2 separate regions of the Bos taurus genome follow, and region 2 is linked to region 1. Evidence: chromatin contacts called from public Hi-C data. All regions are on one chromosome and are shown on one strand. The core of a region is the stretch at or near the end of the contact, and the rest is flanking DNA. Distances in the headings are between cores, read along the strand shown. Region 1 has its middle 160 kb from the start of LYZL1. Region 2 has its middle 21 kb from the start of BAMBI.

Region 1 (4,851 bases), core at 1,219-3,718:
ACCCCCTCTTGTGTTTGGGATTCCTTATCTTATGTGTTAGTGGCTTTCCAGGTGGCTCAGTGGTAAAGAATCAGCCTGCCAGTGCAGAAGCTTCAGGAGATGTTAGTTCAATCCCTGGGTGGGGAAGATGCCCTGGAGAAGAAAATGGCACCCTGCTCCAGTATGGACAGAGGAGCCTGGTGGGCTACAGTCTATTTGATTGCAAAGAGTCGGGCATGACTGTGCGACTGAGCATGCACGCGAGCGTCTCATGTGTCAATGCCTCCAGACCTGCTCCTCCAGGCTTCCATGCGGGCAGAAGCATGCTTGTTCCATCTCACAGGCAGCCAAGGCGCAGGGGGTGGATCTAGTCTTCAACCAACGAGAGGCAGCCACATAGAGCTGTATCAGAAGGCAATGCCAGGCAGGACTCCACAGTGGAAGCAGATACCTCAGGCTTCTGGAGACAGCAGGGGCAGCCTTTCTAGGACGAGGGGCCCAAACTCACATCAAAGAGACACTGTTCAATGCCCATGACCTGCATTCTTGATTTTTTTTTTTCACAATGTTGTTGAGTTTTTGTAAGAACACTTAACATGACATCTACCCTCTCAACAGTTTTTTGAGCATAGCACACTACTGTTGGGCATAGGTACAAGGTTGCACAGATGTCTCTAGAGATTATCCATCTTGTTCCACTGAAACATTATGACCATTCTTTAGTGTGGCCATGGCATCTTTCACAGGTCTGCTTCTGGAGTTTGATGTGGACACTGTTCCTGGAGGCACTGGGCTTCCCAGGCGGTGCTAGTGGTAAAATAACCCACCTGCCAATGCAGGAGACATAAAGAGATGCGGCTCAATCCCTGAGTCAGGAAAACCCCCTGGAGGAGGACATGGCAGCCCACTCCAGTATTCTTGCCTGGAGAATCCCATGGACAGAGAAGCCTGGCAGGATTGCTTCTAAAACTGTGCCTCTGGTGCTTCCAGAGACTCTATGAACTGTTAAATATTTTTCAATAAACTTTGTGTCTAGTTATACATGCTGCACGCATGCTAACTTGCCCCAGTGGTTTCCGACTCTTTGAAACCCTATGAACTGTAGCCCACCAGGCTCCTCTGTCCTTGGGATTCTTTAGGCAAGAATACTGGAGTGGGTTGCCATGCCCTCCTCCGGGGGATCCTCCCAACCCAGGAATCGACTCTGTGTCTCTTATGCCTCCTGTGTTGGTAGGCGGGTTCCTTATCACTAGTGCCACTGAGGAGTGTTTCTACGGTTTGCACCTGAAGAAGCCTGATTGACAACTGTCAGTATAAAGCATTTCATGCGTTGAAGTCCTTATTATTATTCCTAAGAGACAGCAAAGTCTATGCTTAATTGACATCATGCTTCTGCTTCGGTCTTGGTTTACACTGGTTGCTCTATATTGGCAAATGTATAAGAATGTTTAACTGCATAGATGGCAGTGCCTGTGCTTCTTACTTTAGTGTAAATTTTTAGCACAGAGGACTCTCATCTCTTTGGCTGGTTTTGAACAACCCTAACCACTCTACCATATATAAATAACTCATTTATCATAAAACAAACCTCACTGATTCAATTGGTTCTCATTGTACCATGAGGATTCTGGAACCCAAATAAAAGCTTGATTAACAATAAACCTCATTAGATATAACAAACTGCACAATAATAAAAATAATTTAGACACCACAGCAGAGTTCATTATAGTGAAATTTGACTTGTGATGAAATTTGTAATGAAATTTGAAACACAATTTGAGCCCGTCCTTATATAGTGGTAAAGAAAAGCAGAGACAGAGAAATGAAGCAAACTAAAACTAGAGGGAATGTTTGTTTGCAAGTAACCAGATTAACCACAGGTCACTTGAGGAAAATCTCCCTGGGAGTCTGTCTGTATTTAGACAGAGGGTCGTGTTGGAGTGTGTGAATCGCAGACAGCCTTCAGAGCCTCTGTACAGTGGACTGATGCTCCAGTGATGCTAGTTTGGGATCTAGGGACAGGAATGCCTGTCTGATGATACAGGAAAGTAGAATGGGCTTTTAAACAAGCTAAGATAAGGCAGTTCCTCAAGTAGTAAAACATAGGTTGAAAACGGGAATAAAAGGAATAAGTTTTTGCTTCTCTAAGTGACTCTCTTTTCTATGATTCCTCTGAGGGTTAATTTTCTTTTGCTATCAATGTACCCATATTTCTTCCACAGACATAACCTGCTGGGGTAAAACAAGATAAACACTTGAGGCCTCAGCATAGCTCATTTCCCTAAAACTCCAATAACTCACAATGACAGCATAATAAAATACACCCGACCTCGTGCAGACGGCAGAGATGGTGCGCTGATGGTGAAGGTGCTGTCTGTCAAGTTTAAACCCATCCTTTTACAATTGGCTCTGTGATGCCTGGACTGCATTTCGCTTTTGCCGGCAGGAGATATGTGAAGCTCTACCAGCAGGGGGCAGGAGAGAGGCTGTGAGGCTGCCGGAGGGAGAAGAGGCTGGCTGCCTGGTTTGCGTCTGGACAGGGTGGCTGTTTCGGTCGCAGCCCTGGACTCCACTGGCAGATATTCCCCGCGCTGCTAGACCCAGCCTCACTGTGTCCCCGTAGGACACCTGACCAAAGTTACTGAGGGGAATCCCCTCAAAGTTCCTGAGGCAGCAGCACGAGGGGGGGCCTCTTCCCCGAGGTTCAAGTTTTGGCCCCACAAGCCTTCCTCCAAGCTTCTGTTGTTCAGTTGCTCAGTCCTGTCTGACTCTGTGACCCCATGGACTGCAGCCCACCAGGCTTCCCTGTCCTTCACCACTCTCCCAGAACTTGCTCAAATTCATGTCCATAGAGTCAGTGATACCGTCCAACCATCCCATCCTCTGTCACCCCCTTCTCCTCCTGCCCTCAATCTTTCCCAGGATCAGGGTCTTTTCCCAGAAGTCAGTTCTTCGCATCAGGTGGCCAAAGGATTGGAGCTTCAGCTTCAGCATCAGTCCTTCTAGTGAATATTCAGGACTGATTTCCTTTAGAATGGACTGGTTTGACCTCCTTGCTGTCCAAAGGACTCTCAAGAGTCTTCTCCAACACCACAGTTCGAAGGCATCAATTCTTCGGCACTAAGCCTTTTTTATTGTCCAGCTCTGACATCCATACATGACTACTGGAAAAACCATAGCTTTGAGTTTAGGGACTTTTGTAGGCAAAGTAATGTCCCTGTTTTTTAATAGGCTGTCTAGGTTTGTCGTTGCTTTTCTTCCAAGGAGGAAGCATTTTAATTTCATGGCTGCAGTCACTGTCTGCAGTGATTTTGAAGCCCAGGAAAATAAGCTTCCACACTTCAGTAATTTCATCCTTTTTCCTTTGATCCTCCGGCTCTAGCGCTACTAGCTGCATCAAAGCTGTTGGTGCCTTAGGGTTCCTTTTTTTGCCATTAAAAATCCCCAATATCTGGCACACAATTTCCAATACATAGTTCACTCTTCTGGGGGAAAAAAAAAAGCCATTGTGGTTCTTTCCACTTGAGTGGAATTTGATGACACAGATGGGCTTCAATTTTCCTCCCTCCTCAGATAATGTTGTTTTTTAGTCGCTGGGTCGTGTCTGACTCTCTGCGGCCCCATGGACTGTAGCACGCAGGCTCCTCTGTCCATAAGATTATCCCAGGGAAGAATACTGGAGTGGCTTACCATTTCTTTCTCCTCTCCTCAGATATATGAACACTGAACACTGACATCTGTTACTGGAGTGAACCTCAGGAAACATATCCTGATAAACATACTGGAATTAGAGTAAGGCAGACATGTTTGCTATATTTAGTCAGTTTAAATTGTCACAAATCTAGAGAATTTTATTCTCAGTGTATTGTAATTTTCTGATTGGGAAGTCCTGAGCGTAGAAATGAAAAAATTGTGGACATTAAAGATCATCTAATTGAATTACTGATATAGAAAAAGAATGAACTCCCAAAAGCTGAAGTTATGCACCAACATTCGTTATTAGCAGTAAAGACTGGACTTGTGCACAGATCTTTTAGCCGAACCACTAACAGAATCCCCCCCAAACATGTCTCAGTGGAAGGAGTAGCAATGATAGTATCCTCAAGACAATCTGTACAAATTCTCTTGCTACAGACAATCGGGATGTCTGTTAAGACTATTTCAAAAAATCCTTGAAGGGATCAAAAAGCTAATCAGTAAAAGATTTAATCAAGCCAAATCAAGGATAATACAGAAGCCCCATGAGGTTTGGAGGACTATAGGAACTGTGCAAGGCTCACCCAGTGGAAGTCTCTCTGCGGTGAACCCTTAAATATTTGGTTCAGACTTGGAAGGGATGGACTCTAGGAGAAAGATGAATCAGCCCTCAGAGAGATTTCAGATCGGCTTCAGACAATCTGGATGGCACAGAAAATCCCAGTCCCTGAAGTTCGATTAAGATGACCCAGCCTATGACCCAGATCATGTAGACACTCTGGATGGCAGCTATCTTCCTCTTTGTCCACCCGCCTTGTCTCGACAGCCTCACAATGGAAACTGCATATACTTCAGAGCCAGTCACAGTTTAATAAGCCCACCCTCCTCTGTGGGACCCTAGGAAAGTGTCTACATGTGTGGGTGCTAAGGTGCTTCGGTCGTGTCTGACTCTTCGTGACCCTATGGACCGCAGCCCGCCAAGCTCCTCTGTCCATGGGATTCTCCAAGCAAGAATACCGGAGTGGGTTGCCATTTCCTTCTCCAGGGGATCTTCTCTACCCAGGGATCGAACCCACATCTCTTACGTCTCCTGCATTGGCAGGCGAGTTCTTTACCACTGGTGCCGCCTGGGAAGCAAAGTGTCTACACTAGGGCAGAAAGGCTGTGTGTTACCCT
Region 2 (4,851 bases), core at 1,567-4,066, 400 kb after region 1:
TTTTAATTTCATGGCTGCAGTCACCATCTGTAGTGATTTTGGAGCCCAGAAAAATAAAGTCTGACACTGTTTCCACTGTTGTGGTTTGCAGTTTTTGAAGAGCTCTGCTATACTTCTTTTTTTCATCCTGACTACCCTGTGATACATAGAAAAGAGATATTATTATCCATATTTTCAGAAGGGGAAACTGTAGTTCCTAGTGATCCCATCTTTGATCATATCAAAAAGCCAAAAAGCAGTGGAGGAGGGACTCATGACCCACCCCAGGCAGTAGTGGTAAAGAATCCCCCTGCCAATGCAGGAGACGTAAAGAGACAAAAGTTCAATCCCTGGGTTGGGAAGATCCCTTGGAGGAGGGCCTGGCAACCCACTCCCGTATTCTTGCCTAGAGAATCCCATGGGCAGAGGAACCTGGTGGGCTATCGTCCATAGGGTCACAAAGGGCCATACACAGCTTAAGCACCTTAGCACGCACATATGTCTATGTATAACTGATTCATTTTGCTGTACACCTGAAACTAACACAGCATTGTAAATAAACTACACTCAAATAAAAATTTTTTAAAAATAATAAATTAAAAATACTTGATCATCAATACCATAAAAAATCCTTGCCCCTTCATTCCAGGGTTCTCACCTGTCACAGGGCCTCATATCCCTTATTAGCGATGCTGTGAGGCTGGTGTGGGGTGGGGTGGGGGCATGAGTTCTGATTGGTACCACGAGAGTTGAGCAGTCAGTCTGATCATCAAACTCCTGTCCCAGCAAGCCTGAGGCCCTGTGACAAGATTCTAAGGGCAAAAGGAAGGACAGCTATCAATGGCTTTCTGGCCAACCTGAAAGTTGGATCACTAGCCTCCCAGTCCCAGTAGGCAAGAGACAGGCTGGGCCTAGAAGGAAGGCAGTGACGGAGCAGAGAAGGGCAAAGGCTGGTCTGTGTGTGGACTGGGGTGCAAACAGCCATAGTAAAAGGAGAAAAAAATTATTAAAATAAGCGTTTGACAAACATGTACTAAGGTTTTGGCAAAATGATTTCTAGCAAACTGAGAGCCATCCAGAGTTGTCAGTGGGGCTCTGCCTTGATGTTTCCTTGGCTGGGGTTTCACGCAGTCAACCAGCGACTTTCTCACCTAAATCTGGCAGCACCTACACCTGTTCTTCAATACTGCATTGGTTTGAGATGCAAATTGCTGGCTTTTGAGTTAATGGTCCAACAGAGATGCTTTTCTGCTTATAAACCTCCTGGCCCTACATCCACCCAAAGCATTTCTCCCCCAGGGTTCGGGGGCTGTGGACAGGTGCACTCTAGTCTCCAAACACCACCTGCCTCCTGGCAACGCCACACTGGGGTCGTGATTCCTCCAGTTTTTTTTTTTTTAATAAAATGGATTTAATGGAGCTGTTTGTTTGTCATACACTTGGTGGCAGTCTTCACGTCTTCCTAAGCCTTTATTTTTTTTATTTTAAAAACGAGACTAGAATAGCTGCTTTATAAGGTTACTGGGAAGAAGAACGAGGTGTTGTGTGCCAAGAACCTGAAACAATGCCCATCGTGGGAGATGCACCTGCCTTCCTTGTTATGTTGCCCTTGTCTGGTGAGGGTGACCCTGGGACTCCGGGGGCTCCAGGCAGGGGCTATGTGCTGCCCGGGTCATATGGTCTAAGAAGTGAGACCAAGTAGTGTTTCCTGCTTCAGGGTCTCCCTGTGTTCTCTTGTTGACCAAACAGAGGTCATGATGATAATTCCTGCCGCCTGGGAACGTCACAAGGATCAACTAAGTATCACCCAAGAAGCTGTTTCATAAGCCATGATGATCAGTTACTATATTCTAAGGGGTTGACAACCCTAGACAGTGAGTTAAAAAGCAAAGACATCACTTTGTGAACAGAGGTCAGTATAGTCAAGGCTATGGTCTTCCCAGTAGTCACATCCAGTTGTGAGAGCTGGACCATAAAGAAGGCAGAGTGCAGAAGAATTGATGCTTTTCAAACTGTGGTGCTGAAGAAAACTCTCAAGAGTCCCTTGGACTGCAAGGGGATCAAGCCAGTCAATCTTAGAGGAAATCAACCTTGAATACTCATTGGAAGAACTGATGCTGAAGTTGAAGCTCCAATACTTTGGCCACCTAATGTGAAGAGCTGATTCACTGGAAAATACAGTGATGCTGGGAAAGATCAAAGGCAGGAAGAGAAGGGGGTGACAGAGGATGAGATGGTTGGATGGCATCATCAATTCAATGGACATGAGTTGAAACAAATTCCTGGAGATAGTGATGGACAGGGAAGCCTGGCATGCTGCAGTCCATGGGGTCGCAAATAGCTGGACATGATGGGGCAACTGAACAACAGGGGCTGACATTTGAGGAGGGACCGTGACCAGGAGGATGAGGATGAAGGAAGAAGAACCAGGAAGATACTGTCACAGACTTCTCCCATCCTTAATTATGCCCAAAGGCAACCTGCTATCTTTGAAAAGTCCAGCTCCCCAAACACAGTGGTGTTACTGGGACTGGCTCATTCCATGGGCAATGGTTTACTGTCAGTCTTTGAACTGAGATGTTGCAGACTCGCTGTGTGTGTTCCCAGGTCAACAGCATGCAGAGATAATGCCAGATGCTATAGTCTCTGGGATGCGTGTCCTCTAGGCTACAGGACCACCCATCCCACCCCAAGTCAGCCAGTGCTGCAGAGATGGGGTGGCCAGGGCAGGGGCCAGGGGGACTGCAGTTTTCCCCTAAGGCGCTTCTGCTCCACCAGCTGAGGCCCACCGAGCAAATAGCAAAGTATATGGACACTTGCTGTCCAGCCCGGACTGACCTTTGAACAGGCGAGAAAATAAATAAACACAGAAGAGTTAGGTTATCACAAGGTTCATTTTCTTCTAAAGTAACAAAAGTCACAACCAGTGTGTTGAAGTCTGATACCCCCTCTCTCCCTCCCCCTGCTACGGGGTCCTCAGTAATAACATTACGAGCTCAGGCTGGAATGTCAACTTGAACTTTAACATTTGTGGCACAATCAACCATAACTCCATTTAAGGTCTTTTTTTTTTTTAACTTGATTGAGTGTTTCAATTTACCCTGCACTTCCTGAGGCCCTTGGGTTAAAACAACATGATCTAATGCAGTGAAAACCAGCAAGAAAATATATTCCTTATTTCCAGTAGCACCAGGACACTTGAATCTACCCAAAGCACACTTCAACGGTGTTAATCAGCTTAAAGACCAAATGGTTTTCTCTCCTTTCTTTATGTCCACACAGTCAACTGAGAAGCCGACCCTGCCTCACCCCAACTTTTGTTGGCATATAAACATTCATAGTTTCAGGAACAACTAAGCGTCTCTTGGAGCTAAAAGAGTCACTGAGAAGTTGTGAGGCTGATTAGACCAGGTGGTGCTAGTGGTAAAGAACCCACCTGCCAATGCAGGAGATATAAGAGAGGTGGGTTCGATCCCTGAGTTGGGAAGATCCCCTGGAGGAGGGCATGGCAACCCACTCCAGTATTCTTGCCTGGAGAATCCCATGGACAGAGGAGCCTGGCGGGTTACCAGTGAGGCTGCAAAGAATCAGACACAACTGAAGCGACTAAGCACATATGCAGAGACCAGGAAGAAAGGAAAAAAGTTCAGGTTTCTGTATTTGATTCTAATTCCGTAACTCCTGCCAGGAGTGGTGGGGGTGGTGTGGGGTGGGGGGAGGGTGGCGGAAGAACTCTATAATACTCTTGAGAACATAAAACCAGGAAAAGGACCAGGGAGAAATTGGCACTGACTTGGGCTTTAAAGCAAAGACAGGACTTGGTAGATGAAAAAGAGAAAAGAGGACAACCTAGCGAATGGAGTCACACAATGAAGGTGGGTACACTCAGGTGAGCATGGCATGCATGCACTCAACAAGTATTAGCAGGGCAGGTACCACATGCCAGGAACCGGACCAGATCACGGAGACAGCGAGAAACTCAAATATGTCTTGGAACTTGCATTCTCATGAAGGCAGACTGACAGCAAAACATAGCTGACTAACATAAGGAGATGCCAGGTGGTAACAAGTACTCAGGTGGAAGAAGAGAGCGGGGAGGGAAGCAGGGAGCCATGAGCCATTGTCAGGAGTAACCAAGGGATGCTGTGCTGTGCTTAGTCGCTCAGTCGTATCTGACTCTGCGACCCCTTGGACTGTAGCTGCACAACCCCCTCCCCCAGGCTTCTCTGTCCATGGGATTCTCCAGGCAAGAATACTGGAGTGGGTTGCCATGCCCTCCTCCAGGGCATCTTCCCAACCCAGGGATCGAACCCAGGTCTCCTGCATTGCAGGGGGATTCTTTACCATATGAGCCACCAGGGAAGCCCAAGAATACTGGAGTGGGTAGCCTATCCCTTCTCCAGGGGCTCTTCCTGACCCGGGAATCAAACTGGGGTCTCCTGCATTGCAGGCAGATTCTTTACCAGCTGAGGAAGCCCGACCAAGGGATACCTCTCTACAAATGACCATCTTAGTGAGGTCTGGGGGAGGTGAGGGAGTGAGCTGGGTAGCTCAACGGGGAAGAGCCGGAGAGGACACCTATTGTATATTCTGAGTGCTTCTGAGCAGTAAATCCTTCCTCAACAAGGGAGAAGCTCTCACCAAACGACTGAAGGTCTGGAAGCTTATCGCAGGGTCCTACCTCCAACTATCCCAAACCCAAATTTCTCCAGGCAAGCTGCTCGGACTATAAGAGAACTCGGACCAGATGGCAACCCTCCAATACTGTAAATGCAGGCTGGCTTTAATACAAATTTCTGGAAGCTTGGTGCAGGAAGGCCACAAAATACAGGAGGTTTCTGCAAAGTCTGAGAACTTGCAGCATCACCACCC

Evidence for each region. Hi-C and Micro-C count contacts between places; a contact is called where the count stands out from the background.
Region 2: a Hi-C map of liver shows a contact between it and region 1, with 2.3 times the contacts expected there. The contact joins two enhancer-like sites. A contact is called at or near these places in 2 of 11 Hi-C or Micro-C datasets (liver and skeletal muscle).

Annotation. Positions count from the first base shown.
Region 1 is chr13:35,644,228-35,649,078 of ARS-UCD2.0, forward strand. No RefSeq gene overlaps it. Among named protein-coding and RNA genes, the nearest start is that of LYZL1, 160 kb to the left of the region's middle. Within about 2 kb of position 2,469, at least 8 of the 102 cell types and tissues checked have an H3K27ac peak or open chromatin away from gene starts, as enhancers often do. A contact at or near this core is called in liver, where this site is marked.
Region 2 is chr13:36,047,070-36,051,920 of ARS-UCD2.0, forward strand. No RefSeq gene overlaps it. Among named protein-coding and RNA genes, the nearest start is that of BAMBI, 21 kb to the left of the region's middle. Within about 2 kb of position 2,817, at least 1 of the 102 cell types and tissues checked has an H3K27ac peak or open chromatin away from gene starts, as enhancers often do. A contact at or near this core is called in liver, where this site is marked.